Regions from separate parts of the Sus scrofa genome. Here all the other regions are linked to region 1. The links are chromatin contacts, called in public Hi-C and targeted proximity ligation maps. All regions are on one chromosome and are shown on one strand. The core of a region is the stretch at or near the end of the contact, and the rest is flanking DNA. Distances in the headings are between cores, read along the strand shown.

Region 1 (4,960 bases), core at 580-3,079:
TTCCCAGGCTGGGGTCGAATTGGAGCTGTAGCTGCCGGCCTTTGCCACAGCCACAGCAATGCTGGATCTGAGCCATGTCTGTGACCTACACCACAGCTCATGGCAGTGCCGGATCCTTAACGAACTGAGCGAGACCAGGGATTGAACCTGTGACCTCCTGAATTCTAGTCGGGTTCGTTACCACTGAGCCAAAACAGAAACTCCTTGACTTTTAGATTTAATGGCTTATTTTTTTTTTTTTTTTTTTTTTTTTTTTTTTTTTTTAATATCAGCACTAAAATACTACTAAAGCTAGAAAAAGAGAATAAGGATTATTATAGCTTATTGACCATGGAATTTAAATAATATTTTGAAAGTCCTATCCTGTTCTTTTACTGATATGGCAGCCAGCCCCCATCACCAAAACAAATAATGAAATATATTTATTAGAGTCATATTTTACAGATGATTGAGGGACAGAAAGAGTTTATTGCATTAATTTCCAAAGGTTAGACTTCGGTTTGAGGGATAGTGTTGTGTTCTATTTTTAAATTTACTTTGAAAATAGTACATTAAAAAAATACTTAGCGTGATTCCTACTCATAGCACATGCCCAACAAATGTTTGTTATTTTTTCCTGAATAAATATAGCATATGACAAATTGGTTTGTTCAAGTTGATTATTCTTGGGGAAATTATGAATAAGCTTGTTCTGAGAAACCTGGGATGTGAGTAATCAAGTGGCGAATGTTGCAATAGTTTTTTTTTTTTTTTTTTTTTTTTTTAAGGTAAAGAAGGAAAAACATGTGATGTAACTGCTCAAATGGTGCTGGTATGTTGTTGGCGAAGCATGAAGGAAGTCGCTTTACTCTTAGGCTCCCTGTGCCAGCTGCTCCCATGCGGTCTGTGCCACAATCTCCTGATGGATTATTGACAGTGGAGCAGGTAGGGTAGATGTTTATTCCACCTGGTTTAATTTCTGGTCAAGGCATAAATCACAAACTTATTTATCACCCACCTGAAAAACTTTTAAAAATTTCTTCTTGAATAAAATCTTACAGATGTCAACCGAAGAAAGTTCTCTAAAGTGTAGAAATTAGACCTTGCAGTACATTTCAAAACTGTGGCCTTTTTAGAAACATTGTACTTTTTCTAAGTTATGTTAAATAATGGTAGATTTTTATTTCACTTTTAACCTCAATCTGATCATTTGAAATTTTTATTTCTCCATTTAACACACACAAACTTTAAATTGAAATGAGACCTTCTATTTAGTAAAACTTCACATGCCCATCAAATTTTGCAAAAAAAAAAAAAAGTACTATGTTAGTTGATTATGGATTTCTTGTTTCCCTCTACATTGATGATGATAAAGTTGTAGTTGCTTGGGGTTTTTTTGGCTGACTTTTATTTTTAAGACCACAAAGTTAGTTCACCATCTGGGACTTTTCAGGCAACTTGAGTGCTGTGTTTACAAGAAATTAGTCTACCACAAGCATTTCATTTAGAAATATTTTAGATTTATTAGATTTCTGTTTTCAATTGATTCCCTCTTCCTTTCCATAGGGCTTCAACAAATCCATTTCCCACCATTTCCCAGCAAAGATATATAACATGTTCTTTCATTTTTAACCTTTTCCAAGTAAAGATGATTTCTTCCATCGGGTGTTACAACATTTAAGAACAACACAAATATTGTAGTATGCTAATGTTCATTATTTCTATAATAACCATGTGACTGGTTTCGTGGAAATACTGCTAATGTTTTTATTCTCACACTCTCTGTGGCTGATGTGCTTGCATCTGGATAACAGCTGGGCCCCTGATGTTGCAAGGCTCTGAGATGGAGGACGGCGAAAGGGAACAGGACACTGCCAGCATCGTTATGTTCCTTATTCTCTTCCAAATCAAATAGGCGTCAGTGACCTAGAGTTACTTGCAGTCATTGCCGGTGACTGGCTAGAGTGCCAATGCCAACATCTTTGCTGAGGAATCCAGCTATGATTAATGATTACTTCACTGATGTGAAGTAAACATGTGCTAGAGCCCCTTGACTTCTCAACTTTTCAAGGACAACTTAAAATATCCAGTTTTCTGGGTTTGTTGGCTAGTGTTCAAAAAAAAAAAAAATTAAGGAAACAGATTTCTCTTTTACTGTAGCTGAGAAAGACCTGAAAGCGTCCTGCAAAAATCATTTTGCCTTGACACCTTTACAGAGCACCCCAGTCTTACAAAGTTATGTGGGATATCCATGTTAAAATTGTGAATTAATTTTTAAATGCAAATTAATATAAAATAGCTATTTGTAAAAACAACAACAGTAATGAAGGGAGGCTCTTATAAACCAAAGAACTCTTCTAATGACTGTTTTCTTGAGTAAGAAATAGAATCCATAGGCGTTCCCATCGTGGCTCAGCAGTTAAAGAACCAGACTAGTATCCATGAGGACACGTGTGGCTCGGATCTCAAGTTGCTATGGCTGTGGTGTAAGCCAGCAGCGGCAGCTCCAACTTGAGCCCTGGCCTGAGAACTTCCATGTGCTACACATGCGGCCCTATAAAGTCCAAAAAAAAAAAGAGAAAGAAATAAAATCTTGTTTTTCTGTAAAATGCCCATTTCCATTCTAATGAGATCATCTCTCCACGTCACCTTTTCTGTGGTGACCCCACATATATATGCTTGAGAGGAAATTCATGACTGAATGAGTGCCTAAGAGTGTGTGTGATAGCACTATTCTGACACTGAAACTATGCCCTCTGTGGAAAATTTTAGGCTTGATCATGCTAAATTTTACTTTAAAAATGCCTCAGTTTAGGAGCATTTAGTCAATGAGAAATGAAAGTCATCAAGACGTTAGCATTATTCATATTATTAGAGAATTCCTGCTTTTAAACATTAAAATTTTGCTCCATGAAATTCACTTAAACTAAACGCATTCCCATGTACTCAGTACTTTTAAGAGATGGAAATAGCAACATTGGAGGTTTGGGATTAGCATGTGCACAGTGTGGCATATAAAATAACTGGCCAACGGGGACTGGCTGTATTGCACAGGGACCTCTACCCAGTATTCGGTGATGATCTATATGGAAGAGAATCCGAGAAAGAATGGATATGTGTTTATGTTTAACTGAATCACTTTGTTGTACAGCAGAAATTATCACAACATTGTAAATTAACTACACTTCAAGAAAACTTTAAAAAGATGAACAAAAAGTTAAAATAAATGACAGAGAAGAAAGTAGTTTACTCTGGAGTGGCAGGGCCATACCTAAGGTCTCCCTTCCAAGGGCATAGTCGCCCTGGCATTGCTAGGTCTTCTGTGCACCAGGAGGAAAAGCTACTAATTTAAGTCAGCAGCATCGGTGAATGTGACCACAACAGACCTGCAGATAGTCGCTGGAGTGACTTGCAGGTGGAATGCTCCCTGTTGTGGGGGGAGAATTTGGAACATGGATTTCTTATCCCCAAGAATCGTAATAACTGATCTTTTCTCTTGATGGACAAAAGAAGCTTTTCTTTACAACCTGAAATACTGATGTTCAGTCTGGTGCTTTTCTTGCTTCCCGCTCACCCTTCACCATTGGAAAAGTAACAGGATTCTGTTAGTTTGAAAATTGGGGCCTCTCAAGTAGACAACAGGGAGGATTTCTTTTGAAACTCACTTGCTGATATTACAGCCCTTGGTTACAGGAGTAACATCTTCAGCCCTCAAATGTGAATGTAGTTTATAACAGGCCAGCAGGTAGTGAGCCTCTAATTGGGGGATTTTTGCTGCAGTGTGAGGAGAAGATCTGGTGCACGTTTGTAATTCTGCGTATTCAGAGCTGTAGTCACAGAGCCTTAGAGCTGGAAGGAGCCCAGAGATGATAGTATCCAGCTCCCTTGTACAAGGGGAGACTGAAGCCCTTGGACGTTACCTGATTTGCCCAAGATCACAAAGCTGGTTTGTGGCAGCTCAGGGACAGGAACCCAGTTCTTTTGCTTCCCAGGCTGCGTTCTGACACGACACAGTGCCCCCTTTGTTCTGAATGGCTCATTTAATTTTTCTTTAAATTTAATTTTCCCTGCTTCCCACAGCCAACCAGATTTTTGCACGCAACAGGACAGTCAGGCAACTTGCTACTAAACTTTTAGCAAACAATCCATTTCCCTAGATGACTCCTTGCGAAGCAGTGTGTCCTCTGCAACTTCACCCAGAGGAAAACGTCTTCATTCAGAGGCATGTCTGACTTTCCCCTGCGCTGTAATCACATCATGAAAGGTTCTTTCAGAGTGTCCCATACAAGAGGCAGAGATAAAACCAGCTTTGAGGGATGTAAGTCGAGACCCTTAAAGAGTGAGCAGTGTGTGCAACCTTATCTCTCAGCTTCCTGACTGGTGTGTATCTGGATGTTTTGCTGATGTAGAGCTTTTGCTTGATACATTGTTGGTCCTCTTTCCTTGGGATATGGGATATCCAGGACCTACTGATTTTTTTAAACAACTTCCTCTACCTGGATTATCAGTTCATATGTTTATATAGTTCTCCTAATATTCTTAAAAAGAAGCTTTTGAGTAGATTTTTCACATCTGCTTTCCCCTTCCTAGTGATTATTGCCACAGAAAGGACATGAATAAAAATAATTAGCAACTATTAGAAATTTACAATTTTATTTTTTATTTTTATTTTTTGTCTTTTCTAGGGTCGCACCTATGGCATATGGAGGTACTAGGCTAGGAGCCGTAGCCATTGGCCTTCGCCAGAGCCACAGCAATGTGGGATCCAAGCCACGTCTGCGACCTACACCACAGCTCACGGCAATGCTGGATCCTTAACCCACTGAACGAGGCCAGGGATTGAACCCGCAGCCTCATGGTTCCTAGTCAGATTCGCTAACCACTGAACCACCACGGGAACTCCAGAAATTAACAATTAAAAAAAAAACTCCTACTTTAGAATCTATTGTAGTTTTCATGATGTACATGTCTAGCTGAGTTT
Region 2 (4,961 bases), core at 869-3,368, 260 kb after region 1:
GGCAACGATGGGGAGCATTCCAGAAAGACAGGGTTGGCCAGGTGTGAGGCATGTGCAGGAAAGGAATAAATTAGTAGGCAAGTCTTCATACGCACAGAGGATGAGGTGAAAGGAAGCTGGGATGCAGCAGAGGAGCTTTGGATCAAGCAAGACTCTTTCTCTGATCCAACCTGCTCCAGCACTGGGTGGAGGGAGCATATTGGCTCCCATGACTGAGAGTTCTGGGGTCAGGGCTGGCTTCAGATGTGGCATGATGCAAGGGCTCAGACAGTGTCCCAAGGACCTGGTTTCTTGCCATGTTCTTCCTCTGTCCTTAGGTTGGTTCTGTTTTCAGATAAGCTCTCACTCCCCTGGAAGTTCTAAGATGCAGCAGCTGCTCTAGCCTTTGCATCTTGGTTTATTCGAGGCCTGTGTCACTCAAATCTCTTTTAAAGGCTTTTTTTAATGACTGTAGTTGGGTTCCAGGCCCATCCCGGAACTAATCTCTGAGGCAAGGATGATGATGATGCCCTGAGTGGCTTAGACCTGGGGTAGGTGCTCATGCTTGGGGCGGGGGGCAGGATAACCACACCCAAACCACATGGGCCAAAATTGTGGAAGGGCTGATTCTCCAGGAGAAGACTGGGGCACAGCCATCCAGAGAAGGCAAATGGAAGCTAAGCCCACAAAAACAGCAGATGTCCACGGAAACTGGGAGAGCCACGGCAGTGAATCTGGATATCATTTGCACCAGAAAACCAGTAAAAACTTTTGAACAAATAAGTAACATGATCAGAGCTATACATTAAGATTAATTCAGCTACAGTTTAATAGCTGCCATGTGCTTGGCACATGGTAGGGGATCAGTAACTATATATTGAAAGAGGGAGATAAATGGATGGATTAGGGGTGGGGAGAGAGAGAAATTAAAGGTAAGGGAGCATTTGTAGAAGACTCTGGTAATAGTTTGGGAGAGGAGCTAGCCAAGGAAGTAACCAAGCCCCATCAAGAAGACCAAGAGGTTCCATTGTCATGAACTCACCTAAGGAAAAATGAGCAAGGACAGAGTTGGTCAGCCATGCCGCTCACCATCAAAAGATCTGGTCAAAGAGAATAAGGATGGAGGAAATGTCCTAAGTGAGAGTTGAGAGAGAAGGTCCAGTAGTGGGAAGGTCAGAAGCCAGCTTCAAGGAGTTTAAAAGTAAGGAGGAGGCCACTCTGTAACAGTCATCAATCTTCTTATCCGGCCCCCTTCAAACTCAGCAAAAAAATGCTCCTTCATGTCCATGAATCCTTTGTGCAGCAGCTCATTCCATCCCCAGGACCTTCCTCCAGCCACGGCGCCCTTTTCTCCCATATGTCTGCAGGCTCTCCTCCTCCCTCTCCAGGCTCTCTCTCCTGTCCTAACACTGCGTTTCCCAGACCCTGCTCTGCTTTCAAGCTAATGTTTCAAAAGAATCATTAGAGACGTTTTCAAGTGGGGGAGGACAGAAGTTTGAGCTTATGCTGAATGTCTTTTGTAGAAAACAAGATTATCTGGAAGAATGAGTGGTTAAGGGAGTAAAGATATAGGGACAGGGAGAAGGTTGGGACAGTTTATACAGCGGTTCAGTTAGGAGGCACCACCCTGTAGGTCCAGAATATTTTCATCACCCTCCAAAAAAATCCCGTATCCATGAAGCAGCCACTCCCTAGTCTCCCCTCCCTTTCCAGTCCCTTGCAGCCACCAATCTGCTTTCAGAGTCTCTGAATTTTCATAGTAGGGACTTCAAAGAGATGGTTGAGTGGGAAGGCGAGGGGATCGTGTAGAGGTAGAAGGCGTTTGCTGATCGGCCTGAGTCAGAGATGAAGCAAAGAAGGAACAGCCTCTACTGGAAAGGGAGGAGTATGGCAGCTTCTGCCAGGACCAGAAAGCTAGGGAAAGGATGAAAAACATGGAGAGTGTGCTCACAGTAGAGCAGATTTGGATTAAGAGCACTTTTCCTAGTAGCTTTTAAGGAAACCCATTCCCCGAGCCTTGGGGCGCGTCTGAATAAAGCATGAGGATAGGGAGGAAATGAGAGGAGGTTTTATAGGCGATTCCTGAGAGAGCCCATAGCAGGGGGCTCTGTTCCCTCCCCTTGATTGTAAAATGTGTGACCTGAGACAAGGTGGCTCAGGACTGTGTGCTGGTCACCAGAGCTGAACACGGCTCCCTGACAGCCTTCCCACCTCCCCGGGGGTCCCCAGTTCTGCGTGCATTTCCCAAATCAGTGCTGCTGGGCATTGTGACAGATAGAGGGTCCTGGGATTCGGGTTTGGGGGCTTCTGTTTTTAGAGAACAGACAAATAGCTTTTAAGGGGAAGGAAACAGGACACCAGCGAGCTTCGTGTCTGTGTTCTCTTCCAAGAGTGCTGCTCCGTAATGTAATTGTATTCAGACATTTTTTTTGCATGACATCAGGGAATAGCCTCCCTTAAAAGCTTTCATGAAAAAGCACAACTATAAAACAGACTCAGGCAATGAAATGGAAACCAGACGAGTGGGTCTGTGTAATTCGGGTAAAGAGATTTCTCCTTATGGCTTTGTGATCCGATCTCTGCTCTCTGCATAAAAGTCTATTTCACAGGATCCACTTACATATGAGTCTTACCTTGCAGGTGCTTCTAGACATAAAATGTCTTGCTTTCTTAGCAAACGTGATGAGGTGTAGGAAAACAAGGGTTCCCTCCGCAGTGGCTGTTCAGACCACCCTCCTCTGCCTGCCCCCTTTCCAGCCCTCTGAGTCTAAACCTCTGTCCTTGGGTGAGCCAACCAGCAGCAGGGAGGGAGGGCTGGCCCCTCTTCGCCTCTTTCGAGCCCTATGTACCCCTCCATCTGTCCACCCCTCCCACCCCTGCTCAGGGCTAGTCTTTGGGACATGTGTCCGGGGGAGCAATACTCACTGAGGAGCCCTTTTCTTAACCCCACCCCCTTTAATTTAAAGACACAAGGGTATAAAATTGAATTTCCCACCATCCTCTATTCTTGGCACACCCTCTGGCTCCGTCCCCAAGGAGATCTTTTCTTTCTGTATTTTTTTTTTATTAAGGTGAAATTCACGTAACATGCAATTAACCATTTTAAAGTATACCACACGGTGGCATTTGGTAATTCATAATATTGTGCAACCATCACCACCCTGTAGGTCCAGAATATTTTCATCACCCTCCAAAAAAATCCCGTATCCATGAAGCAGTCACTCCCTATTCTCCCCTCCCTTCCTAGTCCCTTGCAGCCACCAATCTGCTTTCTGAGTCTCTGAATTTCTCTATGTTGGCTATTTCATAGAAATGGAATCATATAATGTATGACCCTTCCTGCCTGGCTCTTTTCACTAGGCAGAGTGTTTATAAGCGTCATCCATATTGTAGCATGTAGCAGTGCTTCATTTATTTTTATGCTCAAGTAATAATGTGTAGTATGGATGTACCATATTTTGTTTATCCTTCATCCAGTGATGGATACTTGGGTTGTTTCCGCCTTTTGGCTACTGTGAATAACGCTGCTGTGAACATTCATGCACAAGCGGTTGTTTGAGTACTTATTTTCAGTTCTTCTAGATGTATACCTAGGGCTAGAGTTGCTGGATTATATGGCAGTTCTGTGTTTAACTTTGAGAAACTGGCGGTCCTTTCTTGACGGAGTCTCCTAGGTCTGCTCTGACGAGGAATAACAGGGGTGGACCACCCCTTCCTCACCCTCTAAGACACATTGACCTCATCCTGCTAGATCTAGAGAGAAACTGAAGGAATAAGCCAGAGGAAGCAGGAGTCTTTCTGGAAATGAAGAAGTCACCAAAGAGGTACTGAAAAGGCTGGACTCAGGCAAGGCAAGAACTTAGTAAGATAGGGACTCAACAGCCTGGAGTGAAGGAAGATGGGAAGCTAATACCTGCATGGCTGGTATGGCCCATGCACTCGTGATGGGGCATGAAAAAGGAGGGCCAGGAACTTACTTATTCCCGTAACTATGGGGGCAGGGGAGCCAGGCAGAATGAACCCTTCTGCTAAGGAGTTAAGACACTCTGGCTTCAAGGAGCCACTGAAAAGCTTTTTTTTTTTGGCCTCAGCAGCGTGCGGTACTTGATGTGGGATCTCGGTTCTCAGACCAGGGATTGAACCTGAGCCATAGCAGCGAACGTGCTAAATCCCAAGCACTAGACCACCAGGGAACTCTCACTGGAGACCTTTAAAACAAAGGGTTAGAAAGATTGCCCGGACCACAGGGTAGAGGAGGGATGGCTTGGAGACAATGAAGACAAGACTGGAAGCAAGGAGGCAGGTTGGAAGGTTGCCCTTGTTCCAAAGGAGGACGTGTGAGGGTGAACCTCAGAGCGGGGGTGGACAGGTGCAGTTGTCAGGACAGGTGACTGTGGATACAGAGGTGAGGACCAGAGGCGGGATGCCAGGGACAAGAAAGGAACTCTGAGGACGAAATTTAGAGGAGACTCGCTTCCTTTCTGTCCCTTCAAGCCCACAGAAATCTCAAAACGAGTTCAGTGTATTTTGGCCTCACCATTTTGACCTGGAGGACATGGCAACTCATGTAAATACAGATTTTTAATCTGAATTATACTAACATTGATCAGTTTTCATCAAGAAATTATTTTCTGGAGTTCCTGTCTTGGCGCAGCAGAAACGAATCCAACTAGGAACCATGAGGTTGCGGATTCCATCCATGGCCTCAATCAGCAGGTTAAGGATCCAGCGTTGCCATGAGCTGTGGTGTAGGTCGCAGACGCGGCTCGGATCTGCCGTTGCTGTGGCTGTGGCATAGGCCGGCAGCTACAGCTCCGATTCGACCCCTAGCCTGGGAACCTCCATATGCCACGGGAGCGGCTCAAGAAAAGGCAAAAAGACAAAAAAAAAAAAAAAAAAGGCAAAAGACAAAAAAAAAACCAATAAATTATTTTTCACCGTAACTCTATCAGACCAATTTAATTCCTTCATCCATTTTCCAC
Region 3 (4,986 bases), core at 2,260-4,759, 390 kb after region 1:
TTTGTTCATCTGTAAAATGAGGACAGTCATTGTAACGATCTAAGAGCTCGATTGTGAAGATTAAATTGAGGAAGTGACAAAACGCCTAGAACCACAATGAATGCAGTTTTTTTTGGTTTGTTTGTTTGTCTTTTTAGGGCTGCACCCACGGCATATGGAGGTTCCCAGGCCAGGGGTCAAATTAGAGCTGTAGCTGCCAGCCTACGCCAGAGCCACAGCAATGCAGGGTCTGAGCCGAATCTGTGACCTACACCACAGCTCACGGCAACGCCTTGGGATCCTTAACCCACTGAGCGAGGCCAGGGATCGAACTTGGGTCCTCATGGATGCTAGTCAGATTCGTTTCCACTGAGCCATGATGGGAACTTCCTGAATGCAGATTATTATTACCCTTAATAGCAACCCCGAAGAGAGGCAGGGCTCTCAGTGCAGGCCAGCAGCCCGCCGGCTCCGAGCCCGCTCCTGCTTCCACCAGCCTCTCGGGCAAGTTCCACTTCAGGCCAGAGCCAGATGAGAAAGCTCTGCGTGTGCTGAGCCTTCGGGGGAGACTGAGAACAGCTGAATCCATGAATGATGCCTCTGCAGGTGCCAGGGCCCCATGGCCCCACCCTCACCCAGTGCCAGCGCTCTGCCCGCCAGACCCTTGTCAGCGGTTACAACCTCCAACTGCCTCCCGCTGCCCCAGTTTTATCAAAAGCTCAGTTGAGAGAAAAAGTTCATGGGGGTTATTTAAAGGCCATGCATTCCATCCATTCTTCCAGATGAGACTTATCCCTGAACCGAGTCAGCCTCTCATGGAGCCGAGTGGCTCTTGGACCACGTTATTTAGACACCACAGAGTCTTTCTTATGCCCTCCCTCATGGTGGGCCTTTCTGGAAAATGGCCAGCGGAGTCCCTCTGTCACATTTATTTTGGGAGGCTGCTGTCGCTAGCTGTCACTGCCTCAGCCAGCGCTGGGTAGAAGAATATATTTCAGGTTCCAGTTCCTGGCAAAGCTCTGCATCCTCAGAGGAACCGGTGGGCTTCTGATTATGGGCCACGTAACTCATGAAACTGGCCCCAATTCTCATGTCACTTGGGCCACCAGGAAACTCAGAGCCAAAGGTGGGGCTCCACTCTAAGGATCCTAGAGCATCTCTTGGCCTGTTGCATAGAGCAGATGATTTCTTCCCAGATGCTGATTTCTAACAGCTAAGATGGTGATGACGATGATGTGTGCACCTCGTCAACTGCTTTAGGGCTCCAGTGGGACTGGAGTGGGAGTGTCCATCCTGGAAAACAGGGATGGAGGACCAGCCAGGGCGAGTGAAAAAGGAGGAGGGGGAGGCGAGGAAAGAGATGGTGTGAGACCTGGTGAGGTGGGACGAGACCCTTTCTAGGCCACTTCGGGGTTGGTTAAGGGTCTAGCGTCACTCACCCGTAGAGGGTGAAAAGAGGATTTTCCATGAATTTGTGAAGACAACCACAGCTGTTGCTCAACTTGAACTTCTCCCTGTGCAACCCCCCCCCCCAACTTTCTGGGTATTTTTGTGATGTTGTGAAACTCTGAAGCTTGCAGTGTCTCCTTTCTCTTCCTCTTCGCTCCTCAGCCCAGGCACCCCTCCCCTCTTTTCCTTTTTCCGTCTCTGCCCTTCTATAGCTCCCGCTGCCCCCCCCCGCCCGTCCCACCTCTGGGGCGCAGGGGCGAGAGCTGTGCTGCCCACCGTGACTGCTCACCCTCTCCAGCCTGAGGTCCACAGCTTTGCTGCTGGAGCATCGGAAGAGGGCTGAGGAGTCCGGACCCCTCACGGAAAGCGTAGCAGCAGAGTATCGAACATGAATCGAAACTGCTACTGTCTGCCAAACACTTAGGGACCATTATCATTGCCCTTTGAGTGGATTTATTTTCATGAGTCATATGCTTCAGCAGCTCACTGTCCTAGCCAGGCCCCTTCACCTGTCTGTTTATCCATCCTCTAGGCTTCAACTCCATTGACATTTGGGGTCAGATATTTCTTTGTTACGGGGGCTGTTCTGGGCATTATGGAGTGTTCAGCAGCATCCCTGGTCTCTAGCCACTAAATGCCAATAGCACCCCCACCTTATGACAACAGAAAAAGTCTCCAGACATTGCCAAACATCCCCTGGTGGTGGTGGGGGATGGGGGGGGGCAAAATCACCCCTAGGGTGGGAATCACCATCCCTTCTGTCCCATTCGTCACTTGTACCTCCCTCTCTGATACATTAATCGGTACCCTGTTCGCGTTGGTTCTTGCAGCTGTTAACTGCCTGCTTGTATCCTTTGCTCAGTTTTCCATTCAGTCTGCCATCTCCTTCTTTGGTTTGTGAAGGGTGGTTTTTGGAATTTCCACTATGGTACAATGGGATCTGTGGCATCTCTGGAGTGCTAGGATGCAGGTTCGATCCCCAGCCCAGCACAGTGGGTTAAGGATCCATCGTTGCCGCCACTGTGGCTTAAGTTGCAACTGCAGCTCAGATGTGATCCCTGGCCCAGGAACTCCATATGTCATGGGGTAGCCAAAAACGAAAAAAAAAAAAAAAAAAGAAAAAAAAGGACAAAGCTATTCTAGAGATGAGACCCATGTTGGTTTGGACCTGTGATGTCTTCTCATGTTCTGCCGTCCATCTATTAACTGTCACCTTCCAAGTGAGGACATGGAGGCACAGAGATTAAAACTCCAGCAAGTGGCAGAGCCAAGAGATGAGCCCAGGTCTCTGTCTTCAGAGCCCAGGCTCTTGACCCCTGGGGATACAGAGACATGCCTTCCTTCCAAATGTGCCATCAGAGAAAGGCAGACAAGATCAGGCACTTGAGGCCTGGGGAGGGGAAGGAGGTGGTTTGCTCAAGGTCACAGCTAGTCACCAGCATTACCTGGATCTCCTTGGTACGATGCCAAGTGTCTTGGGAGTTGGATTGAGCCTTTACTTTGGTCTGGGAGCGGCCAGATTTGATGGCCAATGTCTGATGAGAGACCCTGGCTGCCGCGAGCCAAGGAGGCAGGGATCTGAGAGTGCCAGGTAGGGAGGGCTTTGCTAGCTCTGCCCAGAGGGAGGATGGACAGGGCTCACAGACTCAGAACTGGCAGATTTCTGGATCTGGGCTTTCTGTGTGCGCAGCAATGCTTTCTGCGCCCAGGGCCCTGGCAGAAGAGTGCTTCTTACCAGGCCCAGAGGATGATGGATGAAGGGGGAGCAGGGGGCAGGGCAGTGGGGGCTTTGTTCCCTAAATGCCATTCACATGACTCTCTGACCTCAGAGTCCTTCCCCTTTCTCTTGTCTTTTTCTCCTTCACTGCCTTCGGCCCTGCTTCGGTTTCCCTTCTCTATTTTCCTTTTCTCAATCCACACAAAGCCCTCAGAGGGCTCGAGCTGCCCTGGGGCCTCCTGCCTCTTGTGAGGTTGGTTTCCAGGGCCCGGACCACAGTCCTGGGGCCATCTGCCTTGGAGGGGCACAGGGAGGCCTTGGGGGCCTGGTAGGGAGCAGGCAAGCCAGTGAGCCAGCACCCAGTAGCTGGCCCTGAACCTAGTATCCTGCCAGGGTGGGGGTGCAGCGGGGCAGCCCCAGGGGCAGTCCACAGCCCTCCCCACCCATCCACGACAGACAAGCCTCGCTACTCACGGAGTCCATCCCACTGGCCTCAAGAGCTTCTCAGCAGAGAAGGTGGCACCCAGATGTGGCATCTCTGGCTTACAGCTTCCTCTTTCGTTTCTAGATGCCTTTTCCACAATGGTTCTGAACTCTTTCTGCTCATTCAGAATCACCTGAGTAACCTTCCAAACAGACTGAGGACCAGGCCCTGAGCTGAGATTCTGGTTTCTTTGGTCCGGAGTGTAGCTGGGGTCGGAGATGGTGTGGTTTTCCCAGGTGATTCTGATCAGACTCGGGCGTGAGAGCCTCTCTTTTACAGGGGGCCGACTGTCACCGAGAGGACGAAGAATGCATTTTCGGAGGCCTGGTCAGACCACCCTCAGTGAGACGGGTGTCCCTGGGCACAGCTTCTCTCCCATCCCTGGGCACCCTAGGGAGAAACGACCCATGTGTGGAATTTCAGACTTGGAAGGGGCCTGGAAAATCAACCAATGTATCCATCCCTTGTTCTCCAAAGGAGAGGCCTGTGCCTGGGTGTGGGGGGGCAGTGGTGGGGGGAGTAAGTGAGGTGCCCAGGGTCACAGAGGGCTTGGGCAAGGTCAGGAAACCCGTCAGGTTTCGGGCGGTCAACTTCCCCCAGCTACCCTCAGCCGGGCCCCTTTCAGGAGTTCTCTCTAGATTAGATTGCTGGGGAGACTGTGACCCCGGGAGCAGTACTGGAGCGGGGGCTTCTCACTGTTTCCTGGAGGGGGAGACTGGCCTTCTGAGCCTGGGAGAGGGTGGCAATGGCTAGAACGAGTGGCTGTTACTCTCGGCCAAACTTTGCAAGAGAACTTGCCGAGCCGCTGACTTTTTGCAGCTGTTTTCTGGGGGCTGTGGACTGAAAGGGGAAGTTTGGCTGCATTTAGAAAGTTGTCCACAAAGAGGAATGGCGGGGGCAGGGGTGAGGAGGGTGGCCGGGCTGCGGAGCTGGAGGAGGAAGGTGGGCGATCTGGGAGAAGTGCCAGCAGAGGCCTGAGGACAAGGGTTTGATTTGGGCCCACATGTGGTCACTTTGGAAACTTCTTGGGGTTGGGGGGGTGCTGGGGGAAAGTGCAAGGGTGGGGGAGGGGGGAGAAAAGAAAAGGAGAAGGGGGAGGGCAGGAGTTCCCAGCTGGGGAGCCTAGCTTTTTCTTGGATTGGAAGCAAACATCAAGGGTGCTGGGAACCTGCCCAGCTCTGGCCCAAAGGCCCAGCCAATGGTTTCCTCTGAGGGGCACAGGGACATGGTGAGAGGGAGGAGCTTCGTCAAGATGGCACAGCCCAGGAGTTCCTGTTGTGGCTCAGCGGTAATGAGCCCAACTAGGATCCATGAGGTTGCAGGTTCAATCCCTGGCCTTGCTCAGTGGATTAAGGAT

What was found. Hi-C and Micro-C count contacts between places; a contact is called where the count stands out from the background.
Region 2: a contact with region 1 is called in a Hi-C map of fetal skeletal muscle, with 2.2 times the contacts expected there. A contact is called at or near these places in 1 of 47 Hi-C or Micro-C datasets (fetal skeletal muscle) and 1 of 2 datasets of targeted methods (skeletal muscle).
Region 3: a contact with region 1 is called in a targeted proximity ligation map of alveolar macrophages. A contact is called at or near these places in 2 of 47 Hi-C or Micro-C datasets (alveolar macrophages and retroperitoneal adipose tissue) and 2 of 2 datasets of targeted methods (alveolar macrophages and skeletal muscle).

What each region holds. Positions count from the first base shown.
Region 1 is chr3:96,920,757-96,925,716 of Sscrofa11.1, forward strand. It overlaps THADA (thyroid adenoma-associated protein), which reads left to right. Exons shown (of 40, transcript XM_021088406.1): 22 at 768-869; 23 at 872-924. Among named protein-coding and RNA genes, the nearest start is that of THADA, 51 kb to the left of the region's middle.
Region 2 is chr3:97,176,838-97,181,798 of Sscrofa11.1, forward strand. The region is part of intron 38 of THADA (thyroid adenoma-associated protein); the gene reads left to right. Among named protein-coding and RNA genes, the nearest start is that of ZFP36L2, 21 kb to the right of the region's middle.
Region 3 is chr3:97,305,577-97,310,562 of Sscrofa11.1, forward strand. No RefSeq gene overlaps it. Among named protein-coding and RNA genes, the nearest start is that of ZFP36L2, 110 kb to the left of the region's middle.